2 separate regions of the Cyprinus carpio genome follow, and region 1 is linked to region 2. A link is a contact called in public Hi-C data. All regions are on one chromosome and are shown on one strand. Each heading gives the region's core, a stretch centred on a gene start, on an enhancer-like site or on the middle of the called end of the contact. The rest is flanking DNA. Distances are from core to core; before and after follow the strand shown.

Region 1 (4,183 bases), core at 1,321-3,820, 41 kb before region 2:
TTCATCCAAAATATCTTAAATTGTGTTCCGAAGACGAACAGAGCTTTTACAGGTTTGGAATGACATAATTTCCATTTTGGGGTGGAGTATCCCTTTAAGACACAAATCTTTGGTTTAATCCTTTAAAGAGTTTGCCTTTTGCTGCTTTGGACCAAAATAAATAGCTGAAAATAAACAAAATTGGCTTCACTTATGAATCCACTTCTGCATTTCAGTAAAAATTCAGAATTCCATTCTTGCATAAGTTTTTCAGAGTTCAATACAACAGTTTATTCTAGAATATTTATTATTGTGTTCATGTTTTTACTGTATTTTGTTCAATTAATGCAGTCTTGTGAGGATGAGACTTATTTAAAAAAAAAAAAAAAAAAAAAAGCTTTCTTTCAATAAATATTTGAAATTCCATTCTTGCATAAACAGGTTTGTAACCAATAAGGGGGGAGTAAATGACATTTGAAAAAATTCAGTTTAGCTATCCCTTTAAACAGTTTGACTCTTTCTGATTTGAATAGAAAAAAAAAATACTATAAAAAATAATTGCTGAAAATAATTAAAATGGGCCTCATAAATAATTTTTTGCATTTCAGTAAATACTCAGTTCCATCCTTGCACAATCTGTCAATTCATTGCAACAGTTTATTCAATTGTTTTATGAACATGTCATGAATGAAACCCAAAATATTGCAAAAATTTAAAAGCACAGGTCCCCAGAAACAAGACAAAGGCCATGAAAATCATCTCTTCTTTTCCGCTTCCTTCTCAAACAGGACATATGTAAAACTTAAGCGAATCTGATGGATGGTGAAGGGGGGCGGGTTAAGAGCATAAGGTTTAGACGTGATGGAATGCCAGAGCCCTTTAAAGCCATCAAATCTTTCACTGACATCCACTTGCGAATGGTAACAGGAACTCCCTATTGTGCACAAACAACTGAGTCAGACTCTTTTATCCAAGTCTTTCCGTTCATTTAAAAGAGGCTTCTTTACCAACCCCTGTGACCACTCTGCAGTTCTACTAATCAAACAGTAGGTGGCACTGAATGAGTTATTATAATTGCTGAATAAACCCAAATAGCAGTGCATGTGGAACTGACAGTCTCACATTTCACTGCGAGATGTGGGACAGAGACGCTCTGGAGGGGGTGGGGTGGTGACTGCGCCGGCCGAATCCGAGGCGGATGATACTCACTCTCTGGCTTGGTCCTTAGCGGCATATCGCACGTTAACAACAGCGGTCTCCGTATCAGTGTTGACTGAAGATGGAAGAGAAAGGAGGAAGACAGAGGGGGAGAGATTAACTAATCTTTTAATATATGGATTACTAAAGTGACAATCTGCTGAAGAGCACACCCTACCTTGTTCACAGCTCTCCACTGTGCCGTACTGTGCTAACATCCCGTCTAAAACCTGTAGGTGAAGAGACACTTTCAGACTAATGTTGTAAGAGACTACAAATTGTGGTCAAGGTGGTATTACAAAAAAAAAAAAAAAAAACCCACACACCCATAATGCTGTGAAAAAGGTTGAATAGTTAAGTATTAAAGCCACAGTTCATCCAAAAATCATTTACACAACGTAATGTTGTTTCAAATTGACTTTCTTTTGTGGAAGCATTTTTTTCTGTTCATAAAATGAAAATCAGTGTTTTTTTCAAAATGTTAGCTTTTGGGTTGCACAGAAGAAAGCCATACAGGTTTGAAACGGATGAGAGTAAGAGACAATAATATACATTTTTTGGTCACAAAGTTGTGATGAAACGCAAGTAGCGATATTTCATGGGCCTCATTTATGAATTCTAAATAATCAAAATTCTATTCTTGCATAATTTGTTAATTCTACGCAACAGCTTATACAAGAGTTGTTTTTAATGAACATTTCATGATTGAGGCCCAATGATTTAAAAGCATAGTTCACCAATAGCATAGAAACAAAGCGTGACTTCCAAACACTATATTTTTTCCCATCAGTATTGTCCAGTTTTTGGGCAATAGCCAGATGTTTGAGACAAAGGACAAATTTACTGTGATGCACATCAAAGTGTAGCGGCTTGCCGAAAAACTGATTGACAATTGGGTTGAGGTGTTGGCGTTGCACTCAAATATGAACGTAGGCGAACATGTTCTTGCAGGAGCAGGTTTAAAGCAGACTAAGTGACTAAAGAAGTCCTGTATGTGGACCGATTAATCACACATAACGCATTTAGAAAATAAATATGGTGAATTTTCATTTCATGCCAACTTTAAACAGTTTGCTCTTGCTGATTTGGATCTTGACCAAAAATTTTAACTCAATAGCAACCTAAGCATTTGGAATCTCATACTCAAATAAGTGAAGAATTCAAGAAAGCACTGTTTTACACCTCATTCTCTGCAGTTCTTCGCTTCTGCCACTCCTGCCTTAGAGGAGGCGTGCAGGCGAACATTGAATAAGGGCAAAAGGAAACCTACAGGCTTAAACACACACCAGCCCCCTATACGTCACACATACTAATGCCCACAACCCCCCTAACCGCCACCACTTCCCTTCTCCATTCCAAGCCATCCTATTGGTTAGCGTGTGCATTACTATGGAATTCCCAGCAGCCATTGGGCACTTCCAGCCATTGGCTACATGACCAGTCAATCATTGAGTCCAGGCCAATAAGACCAGGCTTCCTTCAATCGGGTGAAAGAGGAAGGGGGTGTTGGCTTTCAGACACCATGCAGTGTGGAGAAGAAGGGGAAGTGGGGTTGATCTACACATTCTGGGCGTCCACACACGTAATAGGCCTGAAGCCAGATGGGGCAGCAGGCTAAAATCCAGCCGACTAAGCTCACCTGAGCCTAGTCACAAAGCAAAACGCATATCCCCAAATCTACATCATAACAGATAACACACACACACACACTTCAAGATCTCAATATGTGCCCACAGAAACAAGACAATAAAAACACAAATACCTTCTATCTGAACACAAGTGGCAGGTCAAACTCAAAGAAAAACAAAGGGAGAGATTAAATAACTAAATCTCGCTCGAGTAGGTACTTGACATTTTCGCAGCCTGACATCATGTGACTGCGGATTCATTTTGAGCTGAAATAAGAGAAGGAAAATTGTGCTATAAATTTAGCCATGTTTACTTGTAAATCCATGGGAAATGAAACTGTTACACATAATCTTAAATTCAACACGTCTAACTAAAGCCCTCGTGACATTTAGCATAATTTAGTACTTTAAGAAGTGTTTAACAGTTTAACTGAATGTGCATCTAAAAACAGCACCAAATCAGCATATTAGAATGACTTCTGTGACAATGAAGACTGAAATAATGGCTGCTGAAAATAAGTTTGCCAACACAGGAATAAATCACATAAAATATATTATAACATAAAAAGGAGTTAAATTGCAATAATTCACCAAAATATTACAGGTTTTCAATGTATTTTGTTCAAATAAAAAGCAGCCTTGGTGAGCATGTGAGCTTAAAAAAAAAAAAAATTAAAAAAAAAAGAAGTACTGTCCCCAAACTTTAGAAACCGTAATATATGCTAAAATAATGCTTTCTTCATGTCTAGCTTTTGCTTTTACAAATAGACTACAGATTAAAATAAATAAAAAGTGAGCCTTTATGACCTTTTGAAAAAATATTTTTCATATACCAAAATGGAAGGTTAAGTCACCACAGGTTCCCTCTGGAATTACCAATGGCTTTTTAGAAACTGTTTCAGATTTTCAGAAGACTTTAAAAGACTCCGATTTTGTTCTAACACAGTCATAGGTTAGGGTTAGGAAAATAATTAAAACCCTAACCCAGTTTTTTACTACAAATCTTGAAGTGCTACATAAGCTACTACATGGGGAATTAATGGCTGATTGCTTTGTCAAGAACGGGGGGAGGGAGTGGACTACAACAGTTCTCTTCCCAGTCTGCACCTGATGCAACCATGTATCGCTGAATTTTAATGATCTACTATGTGCCTTCTGTCATCTGATTGATAGAATTATAATAAAAGGCCTTTTACTTAAGTATTCCTGCCATGGTACGTTTTTGCTGTGAAATCTTCTACAGGCTTTTATAAAGTAAACGTAAAAAGAAAAATTCATATTGTTAGTAACATTTCAAGATGAGCATCTACAGGACTGAAGCAGGTTTACTTGATTATCCATATTAGAAAAAACTAAAATTGTTAAAATTTAATTATACA
Region 2 (3,777 bases), core at 1,224-3,723:
TAGTGCGGTTGTTTAAAGTATCAGTTGTTCAGCTGATGAAACTTCTTTTTGAAAGAAAAAACAGTAGACAAAAACTCCATAAAACAGTTTTGAAAGTTGTGAGAGAAAATGTGATGTTATAACTTTATACAATGCAATTCATTGTAAAAACTGTAAATCTATCCATCATCCACGTTTTCATACAGTCACCTACATGTTAAATTCAGTATGGCGTCTAACCTGAAATGGGTCTATTACACCACTGAAATTCTATGGGAATTTTTTGGCTATGATGCCGATGAAGTTCTTAATTGAAATTAACATGATTATGGTTTAAATATATACAGAAATGTTTATGTAAAGGAATGAACAGGTGATGGAAAAACATCATGTTCCCAGTTTACCTGCTTTCTTGACAGACATTATTGGATTGGCAGCTCAAAGACATGATTTTATGGGTCAGACAGAGACGCAAGAGGTTTCATTAAAGTTATACCTCAGCTTTGTGTCTGACCTGTGACTCTGACCCTCTGGCTTTGCACAAGCCTGAAGGCAAAGATCTGGAGGTGACAGATGGCACCACAGCACCAGTATTTCTGTGGTTCGCTTCAGTCCTTTATTTTCTTGAAAAGATTGCTTCTTAAAATGTACACAAACGTACACACGCTTATCATTTTAGTTAAAGAATATTTTTTTCCTATGGTTGAATAAGCTTATGAAACACAATAATCACAGGCACATTATTTTCTAGGAAATTTGTTCTGACATACTTCGGCCATTTAAATGCTACTTCTTTTAACTCTATTTTTTAACAGCAGATTTAAACTGCAAACTCAAAATGCATGTTTCAGGCTATTATCATGCAGTTAACTCAAAATAATAAGGCAGACAGGACATTTTATTCTGTTATCAATAGACTACGCTGTTATGTTTTCAAAGCATACTGTAGTATTTTGTGGAAAAAAAGTGCAGGAAACATGGGTGGAATATATTTTAATGCAAGGAAGTACCTTAAGGTACTAATATGATGTCTTTTTGGGGAGAAAATTTACTTTTTTTCTTGTTTTGATGTGTGTACATATACTAGTAAAAAAAGAGAGAGAAAAAGTAAAAACTGCACCCTGTAAGTGTTAGTAAAAGTAATGGAAGTCTGCGTGAGTGGAAGCAGATGTGCAGCAATAAATGGAGATAAATTGGTGAATTCTGGAGAGGAATTCTTGAGGTGCTTCCTTTCAGAGCTCTATATACTGTTCATCAGCTAAGTATGAACGACAGATTGGCAAAGACAGATCGAAAAAGACCAAGAAAGTGAAAGGGATAAAATAGGACAAACTTCCCCATGTAACAACAACTAAAAATTGATTGTGCATGTAATTATCTACAGTTGATGATAACAAAGGAGGAGCTTCCGGCCCTCAGCCTCATTCTACAACACCAAGAACATATTATCACTATTGTCATTTTCGTGAAGACAGTTTTCCTTTGAAGAAGTGAAGGATTGTGTTTCTTACTGTGATGAACATACTCAGATGTACTCAGATAAACAGAAGCAAAGAGGATTAGACAGGTTACAGTGAAAATATTTTTCAACAAGACAGCAAATGATTTGGCACTTGATGCTTGGATAAGCAGCTGTCTGGAATGACTTTAGTTATACTGACAAATTATCCATACAAAGTTCTCAGCAGAGCACATGTACATACACACATAATTTCTCCATCACCAAAATCTCTTATTCTTCCTTATCGTGCATCCTTAACTCTTTTATCTTATGGTTTGAGCAAAATGGACAAAGGTTTTCTGGCAAAACTAATGCTAAAACTAAAGTTTTGTGTCATGCCTGATTAATTCAAATGCTTTACTCTCCATTTCAATGTATTTTTTATCATTCATTTCATCTGACTCCAGAAAGACATATCATTGTATAGTTTTTTGGTGATGTACATTTTACTTTATGCTTTTGATAAATTTATGGTTAATAGGGTATTATATGTTGACACTTGTCTCGTTTATGTCTATTTTTCATTGCAACGAATTTTAGGAGAAACATTAGACAAATGTGTCAGTATGTTCACATAAATGTGAACTGAGTTATGACAGAGCAATAAAGCTTTGGCATTATAGGCTATGATTAATATGCAATAGCATGACGATCATAAAATGGTTCTTTGTTCCTTATACTTTCTGGGATAGATGATAGAGTAAAGAGTTCATAAGCGATCTGGCAAATGAAACTTTGCTTATCAGGATCAGCATATCTGTAGATAGATATTAGGATGGTATTTTAAATAAATAGGAATCACAACAACCTAAGAAGTTTAAAAGGTGGAACCAAAATTGACAGTCTCAGATCATTGACTCTTAGTTCCTCTTGTGTTTAGTGCAAAATATCGTCCCTAGAACCTCCCACACATTCAAATGAGGACCAAACAACGCGTTTTTAAAGCACTGATGACAGAGGATTAATCCGTGACGCAGGCTCGCGCGCATCAAAAGAGTCGCGCGCAAGTTGCGCGTGGGCTCTGCTCTTTATGGCACGAGCTGCACAGGTATAAAACCAGGAGACGCACGACTTAGAATGCAGAAAATTGGAGGATTCAACACCCACTGAGCAAGAAGTTCAATCAAGACCTCATTCAAGGGAGTGTAAGTGTACCATTTTTATTAGACTTTCACATTTTGAAACTTTTTAAGCTTAATTTTATTTGAAGGTTTATTCTCTTTAGAAAGTAATGAAATGTGCCGGTATCACTATTAAATCTATTAGCATTATTAGATGACAAACTTAAAAGTTTTATGATGACAGAAACCCTATCATTTGTAATTTTATGCAAATCACAATCCAGCTCAAACGTTTTAAGATTGTTAACGTGTTAAGATTTGTTTTTATAGGGCTATGAGTTACTTTTACGGACATTATATTATGTGTTAGCGCAAACAGTTTTGCATTGTTTTATCTCAGATGCATCCAAACATGAAAATGTGGATCGGCTGGGCAGCATGCGCCTTCCTCTTGTTCGCCTGCTTGGGAACTCTAACGGACGGGTATCCGACAAAACCCGACAACCCTGGAGAGGACGCACCTGCGGAGGAGCTCGCCAAGTATTATTCTGCACTAAGACACTACATCAACCTCATAACAAGGCAGAGGTGAGTTCACTGTATATAATATACTCATCAAAAGAACTGGACAGAAATGTTCACAAATTCTTCCTCAAGTTGTTTCTGTCTCTCATGTCTGTTTTTCTCTGTTCTCAAAATCTCAAAACACATTTTCCTCTCATTCTGTTATCGACTGAAGTTAATTTGTATTTCTACAGATTTAGTGGTTTAAAAACACTAAAACGGCCCCTCCACATCGAAACCACTAGAGGCTGGAGAACTATAACATAGTCCTGTTTCTTTCTTTTCAAAAGAACTACTAATCCACAGATAAACCCCCGCTGACTGTCTAATTAACTGCAGCGTATTAAATGTGTGTTCTTTGTTGAGTTAAAACAGCAGGATGTGTTTTTTACTTACAAAATTCATTGTTGAATGCCATTAACGAGACGAAATACAGCCTTGTTTCTTTAAAGGTCTTTTGGGTACAAGCTAAAATTCCTCCGAATAAGTTAACTAAAACTTTTTTTTAGACTTCGGACTAGAAAATGGGGAGAACAAGTGAGCTGGAAATTAAGACTCGTCTTGGAGTTGTGAGAAACAAGTGAAAACTGAAATTGGGATTTACGTGAGAGGGAGGGAGGGGGATACATGTCGTTTGGTTTACAATAGTAGCCTATGAATAATGACATGTTT

Evidence for each region. A called contact is a pair of places that touch in the nucleus more often than the background predicts.
Region 1: a Hi-C map of red blood cells shows a contact between it and region 2, with 4 times the contacts expected there. The contact joins the enhancer-like site here to the promoter of npy in region 2. A contact is called at or near these places in 2 of 8 Hi-C or Micro-C datasets (red blood cells and skeletal muscle).

What each region holds. Positions count from the first base shown.
Region 1 is chrA19:12,910,853-12,915,035 of ASM1834038v1, reverse strand. LOC109060115 (insulin-like growth factor 2 mRNA-binding protein 3) reads right to left here. Exons shown (of 16, transcript XM_042776610.1): 4 at 1,355-1,406; 5 at 1,189-1,252. Among protein-coding and RNA genes, the nearest start is that of LOC109060115, 14 kb to the right of the region's middle. Within about 2 kb of position 2,570, at least 4 of the 8 cell types and tissues checked have an H3K27ac peak or open chromatin away from gene starts, as enhancers often do.
Region 2 is chrA19:12,869,797-12,873,573 of ASM1834038v1, reverse strand. npy (pro-neuropeptide Y) reads left to right here and starts at 2,473. Exons shown (of 4, transcript XM_019063564.2): 1 at 2,473-2,625; 2 at 2,942-3,129. The coding sequence starts at 2,942.